Regions from separate parts of the Sus scrofa genome. Here region 1 is linked to region 2. A link is a contact called in public Hi-C data. All regions are on one chromosome and are shown on one strand. The core of a region is the stretch at or near the end of the contact, and the rest is flanking DNA. Distances in the headings are between cores, read along the strand shown. Region 1 overlaps RETREG1 (reticulophagy receptor FAM134B). Region 2 overlaps RETREG1 (reticulophagy receptor FAM134B).

Region 1 (4,275 bases), core at 1,635-4,134, 38 kb after region 2:
TCTTTGCAGCCCAGAATTAAGTATAGAAATGTTTGATGAATGAAAATCCTAACATTAATAATTTGTATTTAGAAAATCCTGCACATATTTGGTATTTTAATTATTTATACTAAGATGATTTGTCTCATTTGAATTTAAAATATGTAGTATAGTTTACACTCGTGATTTGAAATTAAAATCTTAGGAACATCTATGAGTTTGTTTATTTTATGGGAATTAACTGATACTTGGGTAAGCTTGGTTGTTAAAGTCATTTTTTTTTAAACTTCAAATTTGGTTACTTTCAAACATAAACAAAAAGAGAAACCAAAGTATAATAAACCCCATTCATGGCCAGTCTTGTTTCTTCTCTATACTCATCTGCTAAGCTCCCCCCACCACATGTGTACCCAAATTATTTGAGGCAAATCCCCAAAAACACATAATTTAACTTGCAAATATTGTCATTTACCTTCAAAAACAAAATAGGACTGTTTAACCTAACAATATCACTCTCATATGTAATAAAATTGCTGTAATTCCTTAATGTCATCAGATACCTGTCAGCATTAATATTTTCCCAGTCATCTTTTGCACATGTGTGCGCACACACACACACACACACACACACTGAAACAAAATCTGAAAAAGTGACACACTGAAATTGATGGATGTGAGTTTTAAGTTTCCTGTAATTTACAGGATTCCCGCTCACCCCCCATGTCCCTCCCTCTCTCTCTTTCCCTTTAATTTTATTTTTCTTGCTGGAAATTTTTGTGGAAGAAATAGACTCATATTTTGTCCAGTGAACTTTTCCACAGTCTGAGAGTCATTCACTGTACCCTTGTGGTTTAGTTTAACATTTTCCTCTATCCCTTCGCAGACTGTAAAAATGGGGAGTTTCATTTAGAGCCTTGACCAGATTTAGGTGCAATTTTTTTTTTTCCTGTAAAATACATGAAAGGTGGAGGTGTGTGTTCCCATCAGGAGACACACACTCGCTGGTGTCTATTTTTGTGATATTAGCAGCCATGCATGATGACTGCCTGGTTATGAGTTCCTCAGGGGTGACATGGGGTATGAGCCCTTCATTCTTGCTTTGGTGTCATCTGGACCACTTCCATAACAAGACACTTCCCTTCACCAGTGTTTCATTGCTGTGAGAGATGGATCTCATGGGAAAGGCAGGATCAATATCTGATTCTTTCCCTTTATTTACCAGCTTTCATCTTGAGAAGTAGCCTCCGGCAGTAAAGAAGTTGGTTTCCTCATTCCTTTTTTCAGTGTTATTATGAATGATGGGCTCCAGCCTACGGCCGGCCTTCTCTCCCCTACTGACCTCAAGTGGCCCACCTTGGCTGGTGGGAGCTTAATCGGGTTGGTTCCTGAGCGCCTTTGGTATAAGCTTATTAACCTTTGATGATAAAGTACATTAAAGGCACAGGGAAAATATAAAATGTACAAGTACAGTTTAATTTGTTGAAAGGAGTAAAACAAAACTTTTTAATGAAATCAACACCTCTCTTGAAAATGTGCTGGATTTATAAACAAAAAAAGTCATGTTCGCTAAAATTGAAAGCTCAAAGAAAAATGAAGGTTATAACCTTAATCGCAATTTATTCTTTAAAAAGTTGGGAGTTCCCTGATGACCTAGTGGCTAAGGTCACCGCTGTGGCTCCAGTTGCTGCTATGGTGCAAGTTTGATCCCTGGCCTAGGAACTTCTTCGTACCTCAGGCATGTCCCAAAAAAGGGGGGGAGTTAAAGTTGTTTTCAAACCAATCTTTCATTTATATGAAAACTGACTTATAGGACATCAAAAAAAAAAAAAAAAAAGGAGCAAACAAACAAACCCTGTCTGCTGGCCATGATGCTGATGCCATGATGCCATAGCACCACCCCGAGTAAGACTGCACTTTCACCCAACCCACTTCAATCAGGGAGAACCAGCCACCCCCACCGAAATCCTTCTCAGGTCAGGAAGCCCAGTATGGCTTCGGCACCCAGTTTCCTACAGGATCCTTTCATTACTGGGGGAAGGAGAAATGCTATGATCATTCCATAACCACTGACTATCAGACTCTGGGCTAGAGGTGCAGGGAGTCACTGATGACAAAACCCCAGCAAAGCCGGGAAGTAGACGAGTAAACAACTATGTTTAACCCAAGTACTTTCCAAAATGCTGTGGAAGCAGACAGGAGGGCCGGCACCTGCATATGCAAGACGGAGAAAGCTCTCAGGAGAAGGTGGCCTTGAAGCTTTGGCTCCCTGGAGAAGTCAGACTTTGCCAGGTGGACAGCGCCAAAGGCATTCCAGGGTGGGAACAGCATAAGAAGAGGGAACAGCAAGAGTGCAAGAGCCCAGAAGAGGCGTGTGAGAAAGCTTGCCTGAAACACTAGCCTCCCTCAGCCCTGAGGGGCTAGCTCTGCCCTCTGGAACCACACTGCAGTGAGTAAAACTCAGGCCTAAGTACTTTGTATGTATTCACTCATTTCATCCTTATAACAGTCCCATGATGAGGGCATTACGATTAGCCGCTCTTTGCAGATGAGGAAGGAGAGGTTAAGAAAATTGCCCAGGGGAGCTCCCCTTGCGACGCTCAGTGGGCTAATGACCTGGTGTTGCCATGAGCTGTGGTGTAGGTAGCAGACTTGGCTCAGATCTGGCATTGCTGTGGCTGTGGTGTAGGCTGGCAGCTGTAGCTTGGATTCGACCTCCAGCCTGGGAAGCTACATATGCTGCGGGAGAGGCCCTTTAAAAAAAAGAAAGAAAGAAAATTGCCCAGGAACCAGGCACCCAGACAGCTTGGCTCTGATCCAGCTCTCTCACTGCTCTGCTTAACATCTCCCAGACACAGGAAGTCAGGAAGACAGCCTCTCCCTCTGTCTCTTGTCCCATGAAAATAGACGGGAGAGCTGCCACCCATTTCCGAGGATATGTCTGCTCAGGGTGTGCGGAACTGACTTAAGAGATGCCAGGAGCCCTCCTCAAAGACACCAGTGTCCCCACCAAGGCTGCAGAATATGAGGCGTATGTTCTTGCCTCTTCAGGACAAACATCCCTTGTTCCTTCCTATCTTCCCAGGCATCCCATCCCTCCTCTGGCTCCAGGTGGGGACTCAACAGAGTAAATGCTCCCACTGGGCATCTGGTCCCTACAGAGTGGGAACCAGGAAGAGAGACCTTAAATCCCTCTCTTCTGGAGGACTCCACAGGTCTACTTGTACAGTTTTTGTTTTTAATTAATAGACAGCGATCACTTACATGTGGAATCTACAAAAAAAAGAAAAAGAAAGAAAGAAAGAAAGAAAGAAAGAAAGAAAGAAAGAAAGAAAGAAAGAAAAGAAAAGAATACAAATGAACTTGTTTTCAGAACAGAAACAGACTCAGAAACTTTGAAAAACTTACGGTTACCAAAGGGGACAGGTGGGCGGGGAGGGATGGACTGGGGGTTTGGGATTGGCCTAAGCGCACTGAAGTTTACGGCATGAATGGCCAACGGGGACCTGCTGTGTAGCCCAGGGAACTCTACCCAGTATTCTGTGATGATCTATGAGATCACAGAAAGAGCATGGAGGTGTCTATGTGTATAACTGAATCACTATGTTGTACAGCCGAAATTATCACGACCTTGTAAATGAACTATACTTCAATAAAACTAAAAAAAAAAAAAAAAAAAAAAAACTAAAAAAAAAGATAAAATGTATTTTTTAGAGCAGGGTTAGGTTTACAGAAAAACTGAGCAGACTCTGCAGAGACCTCCCACCTATCTCCTCCCCATCCCCCACCTGTATGCAGGGTCCCTGAGAATTAACATCTTGCTTCAGTGTGATACATTTATTGTAACTGATGAGTCGACATTGATATGTTATTAACCAAGGCCACAGTTGCAGTAGGGTTCACTCTTGTTGTACATTCATGACAAATGCAGAACGTCACGTATCCACCATTACAGTGTCATGCCAAGTAGTTTCACTGCCCTAAAATTCCCCTGGGCTCCACTTATCCATGCCTTCCTCTCCCCATAAACCTAGGGACCACTGATCTTTTTCCTGTCTCTACTGGTTTGCCTTTTCCAGAATGCCATATATTTGGAATCACTCAGTATGTAGCCTTTATGACAGGCTCCCTTCACTGAGCAGTGTTTATTTAAGTTCCTTTCTCTTTTCACGGTTTGACAGCTCATTTCTTTTTATTATCAAATAACATTCCATGGTATGATGTATCACTGTTTATCCATTCACCGACTGAAAAACATCTTGGTTGCTTGCAACTTTGGCAATTATAAATAACGCTGTT
Region 2 (4,312 bases), core at 1,015-3,514:
GAGGCAGGGGACGCCCCTGACTTCACAGTCTGTTAGAAGCAGCCTGGAGGAAATAAACAAGTTATTTTGTTCGCGGACTCACGTGCTCTGTGCCCAAGCCAGCAGGGAGAGTCCTTGCAATTCAGTGACTAATCAGATGAGGGGCCGTAAAACACACCCCTGAATGTCATCACAGCCCAGGCATTTGCACCAGGAATCCAGAAATAAGCTGTCACCAAAGGGACGTGTGCCCGCTGGAAATAATTTCCAGAACATGTTTCGTAATCAAGGGCTGGGATTCAGCAAGCCAGGCTGGAAAGGTCAAGACCAGCCCCTCATCCTGTGCGGCCGGCCTCATCTCCTGCCCACCGCTGGCTGCCCTGTCCCTCAGCTGGCCCCACGCCAGCTGCCCCCCGCTGGCTGCCCTGTCCCTGAGCCCCCAGGTCCCTTCCCAATGACCCCCAGGAGAGCCCATCCTGGTACCCTGTCTTGCCGTGTCACCCCACTCTCCCTGAAGGCAGATCCCACTGCTACCCTGACTTGCCTTGAACATGTTTTGAGTAACTGTTAAAATTTGATGAACGTTTTATTCATCAGGGCTTTAGAGGTCAAGTAATTACTGGTAGCAGATTCTCCACTTATCAAACATGCCTGAATTAAATGACATGTTTCAAAATACCTTTTCCAAGTAACATCTACTTCGGTTAGAAAATGTGAATGACACTTTTAAACGAACAGGTAAGAATTCTGCCCAGAGAAACTGCACATTCAAATAACCTTTTTCAGCATAAAGCTAATGGGTATCTTCTTTATATTCTTGATTGCTTTTTGCTTGGGACAAAGGATGTAGCTGCTGAGAAGAAGGCAGACATTCAGTGAGTGGATTTATGAAAATTCGTTCTTTGAGAACCCTTTTGGATGGGGATTCTAGGGGTCCAGAGAAGAACAGTTTTCTCAATGCAACCTGGATACCGTAACTGAAAAGGACCCACAAGATAAGTTTTATTTCCCAGGGCACTGGCCGGTCTGCTATTGACGTCTTTTATTTTTTTGTTTGTTAATTAAATTTTTTTATTACTCAATGAATTTATCATATTTAGAGTTGTACAATGATCATCACAATTCAATTTTATAGGATTTCCATCCCACAACCCCAGCTCATACCCCCAACCCCCAGCCTGTCTCCTTTGGAAACCATAAGTTTCTCAAAGTCTGTGAGTCAGTATCTGTTCTGCAGAGAAGTTCATTGTGTTCTTTTTTCAGATTCCACATGTAAGTGATAGCATTTGATGTTGGTGTCTCATTGTCTGACTGACTTCACTTGGCATGATAATTTCTAGGTCCATCCATCTTGCTAAAAATGTTGGTATTTCATTCCTTTTAATGGCTGAGTAATATTCCATTGTGTATATGTACCACTTCTTCTTTATCCACTCCTCTGTCAATGGACATTTAGGTTGTTTCCATGTCTTAGCTACTGCAAATAGTGATGCCTTTTAAACACCTGTAACTTCATTTCTTAAGAACAAGTCAATGACCTCATTGTGTGTGTTTAGAGCAGAGTCCTCTGTGAGCTCAAACACTGATAACACTGAGAGGATAAAATGTACCTGCCTAAGGAGGGGGCCGGCAGTGGGATGGGGGTGGGGGAACTGATGGGGCTTGACGGGGGGAACTCAGGATTAAGGTTCTGCTGCACAGAAGCTCCTATCTCTGCAGACACAGGCCAGGTCCAAAGAATGAATTTGCTTCTGGCACGAATTCAGTCATTGCCGAAAGGATCAGAAACATCAAGAGTCTGAAACCCTTAGATTCTGGATCCCTTTGGGAAATTCACAAACCTGTGAATGATTCACTTTGTCGCTGGAGGAAAATCAAATCTGGGATCTGGGCTGGTTAGTGAATACTTTGGAAGGACTGGTGGTTACCTAACAAGGGAAGGGAAGGAGAGGGATGGCAGGTGCGTGTGCCTCACAAGCATGGGTGCTAGACACCCACACCCAGGCTCACCCAGGCTCCGGGAACCAAACAGGAATGATCTTACTGACCGCGGGAATGGGGGTGCAAAGTGACTGGGAAAACGTTTCTCATGCTTGGCTAACACGTCCTGTGGGGCTTTTGGGGGGTCAGGGAGCAGGGCAGTTATGGGTCTGGGATGATTCAGAGCAACTAAAGGGGAAGAAAAGCATCAATTCAGTCAAGTGCCAAATCAACAAGTATGGATTTACTCCGTGGCATCAAGTGTGCTTGAGAGATGCCAGGACTAACACCACCGCCGTCGCCCTGCCCTGCCCTGCCCTGCCCTGCCCTGCCCCAGAGCTTACATGTGTGTGTGAAGAGACAGGGCTGATCGTCACTCTCTTTCATTTTTCATTAGCTTTATAAAACAAATCGCCTCAATTTCACACTTGACTTTGCCCTTAGAAACATAGATGGAAAGGAGGAGTATCCAAGTTTCACCATAAAAATTAATCTACATGCCTATGGTTTCTTATTTCAAGAACCACCCAGGGAGAAAGTGATGTGACTGTGTTATTAAAACACAATCCGTGTGTGTGTGTGTGTGTGTGTGTGTGTGTGCGCGTGTGTGCACGCGCAGGTGCGCACTCGCGCAGGGGCCACCGAGGGAGGGCTGAATGCTGAGGGCAGAAAGATACGGAGTTCCTAAAATACAAATTTACTGAGATAAAAGTTACAGAGAATAAACTGCATGGGTTTAAAGCATAAAATCTGGTGAGTTTTGGTGGAAGATTACACTGCAAAACCGGAAGCAGTATACAGAACTCCAATGCCTATCTACAAAACACCTGCCCTCCTGCCTTGGCGCCACCTCTCAGCTTGGTCACTACTGATTAGTCATGGTACTGGGAAAAGGCACTCCACCTGACTCCGCCTCAAGGCTTTTCAGTTGGAGGTAGGGGGAGGTATATTTTATTTTCCTCAACTACACACAGCAGTAGCAGCAGACAGGGCTTTAGAAAGTCAAAAGAAGGCCCAGGGGCAGGAGGGGGTCTTAGAGTCAGTAGAACCTGTTGTCCTTCAATCACCCAGCTGTTTGGTGGCTGTTTTTATGATATACAAATGAGAAGGAAAGCCACATCCCAGCAAACTGAGCTCAGAACTCAGGTCTATATCGCCAATCTTTGCACTGGGCCTCCAGAAAGCATCCTTTTTCTATTTCATTTCATTTCATTTTTATGGCCACACCTGTGGCATATGGGGTGGAATGCGAGCTGCTGCTGCCAGCCTATGCCACAGCCACAGCAACACCAAGTCTGAGCCACGTCTCAACCTACACCACAGCTCACGGCAATGCCAGGGGATTGCCATGGGGAGCCTTAACCCACTGAGCGAGGCCAGGGATTAAACCTGCATCCTCATGGATATGAGCCGTGTCCTTAACCCAAGGAGCCGCAATAGGAACTCCCCTTTTTTTTTAATTACTCAATCAATTTTATTACATTTACAGTGGTATCATGATCATCACAACCCAATTTTATAGCATTTCCATCCCCAAACCCCAGCCCATCCTCCCCACCCCCAACCTGTCTCCTTTGGAAACCGTAAGTTTTTCAAAGTCTGTGAGTCAGTATCTGTTCTGCAAAGAAGTTCATTGTGCAGGAACTCCTTTTTTTCCTTTTTCTGTTTTTTTATTTTTAATTTTTGTTTTGTTTTTTAGGGCCACACCCGTGGCATATGGAGATTCCCAGGCTAGGGGTCCAAGCCAGCCTATACCACAGCCATAGCAATATCAGATCCGAGCCGCATCTGTGACCCACACCACAGCTCACAGCAATGCCAGATCCTTAACCCGCTGAGCGAGGCCAGGGATCAAACCTGAAACCTCATGGTTCCTACTCGGATTCATTTCCACTGCACCATGACGGGAACTCCCTTTTCTTTTTTTCCTTTTTCAATATAACACCTTATTCTGAAAAGTCAAAGGACCTCTTAATCTTTTCAATTAAAAGAAAGACATGCCACACAGCACGCAAGGGACCTCAGCCACAGGGAAGGGTGGGAACTAGCTCTGAAACTATCCATGGAGAGTTTAATAAAATTCCTGCTGGTCTCTAAACAGAATAGCTCCTACTTTGATTTGCATTCTCATTCACATATTGGTATTGACTGCTGTACCTGCTTTTTTTCTTTTAAACAGCTTTATCGTCGTGTACGTGACATAAAATACACTGCGCATATTTAAAGGGCACTATTTGATAATGTTTGACACATGTACACGCCCATGAAACCATCATCCAAATCAATATAATAAACAATTCCACCGCCCTTCCAGACTTTCCAGATGCCCTGCTTGCTCCGCACTCCCCCCTAC

What was found. Hi-C and Micro-C count contacts between places; a contact is called where the count stands out from the background.
Region 1: a contact with region 2 is called in a Hi-C map of liver, with 4 times the contacts expected there. The contact joins two enhancer-like sites. A contact is called at or near these places in 1 of 5 promoter capture datasets (liver), 4 of 47 Hi-C or Micro-C datasets (all in liver) and 2 of 2 datasets of contacts at active chromatin or transcription factors (alveolar macrophages and skeletal muscle).

What each region holds. Positions count from the first base shown.
Region 1 is chr16:5,840,102-5,844,376 of Sscrofa11.1, forward strand. The region is part of intron 1 of RETREG1 (reticulophagy receptor FAM134B); the gene reads right to left. Among named protein-coding and RNA genes, the nearest start is that of RETREG1, 37 kb to the right of the region's middle. Within about 2 kb of position 2,885, at least 7 of the 83 cell types and tissues checked have an H3K27ac peak or open chromatin away from gene starts, as enhancers often do. A contact at or near this core is called in liver, where this site is marked.
Region 2 is chr16:5,802,402-5,806,713 of Sscrofa11.1, forward strand. All of the region lies in intron 3 of RETREG1 (reticulophagy receptor FAM134B), which reads right to left. Among named protein-coding and RNA genes, the nearest start is that of RETREG1, 75 kb to the right of the region's middle. Within about 2 kb of position 2,265, at least 14 of the 83 cell types and tissues checked have an H3K27ac peak or open chromatin away from gene starts, as enhancers often do. A contact at or near this core is called in liver, where this site is marked.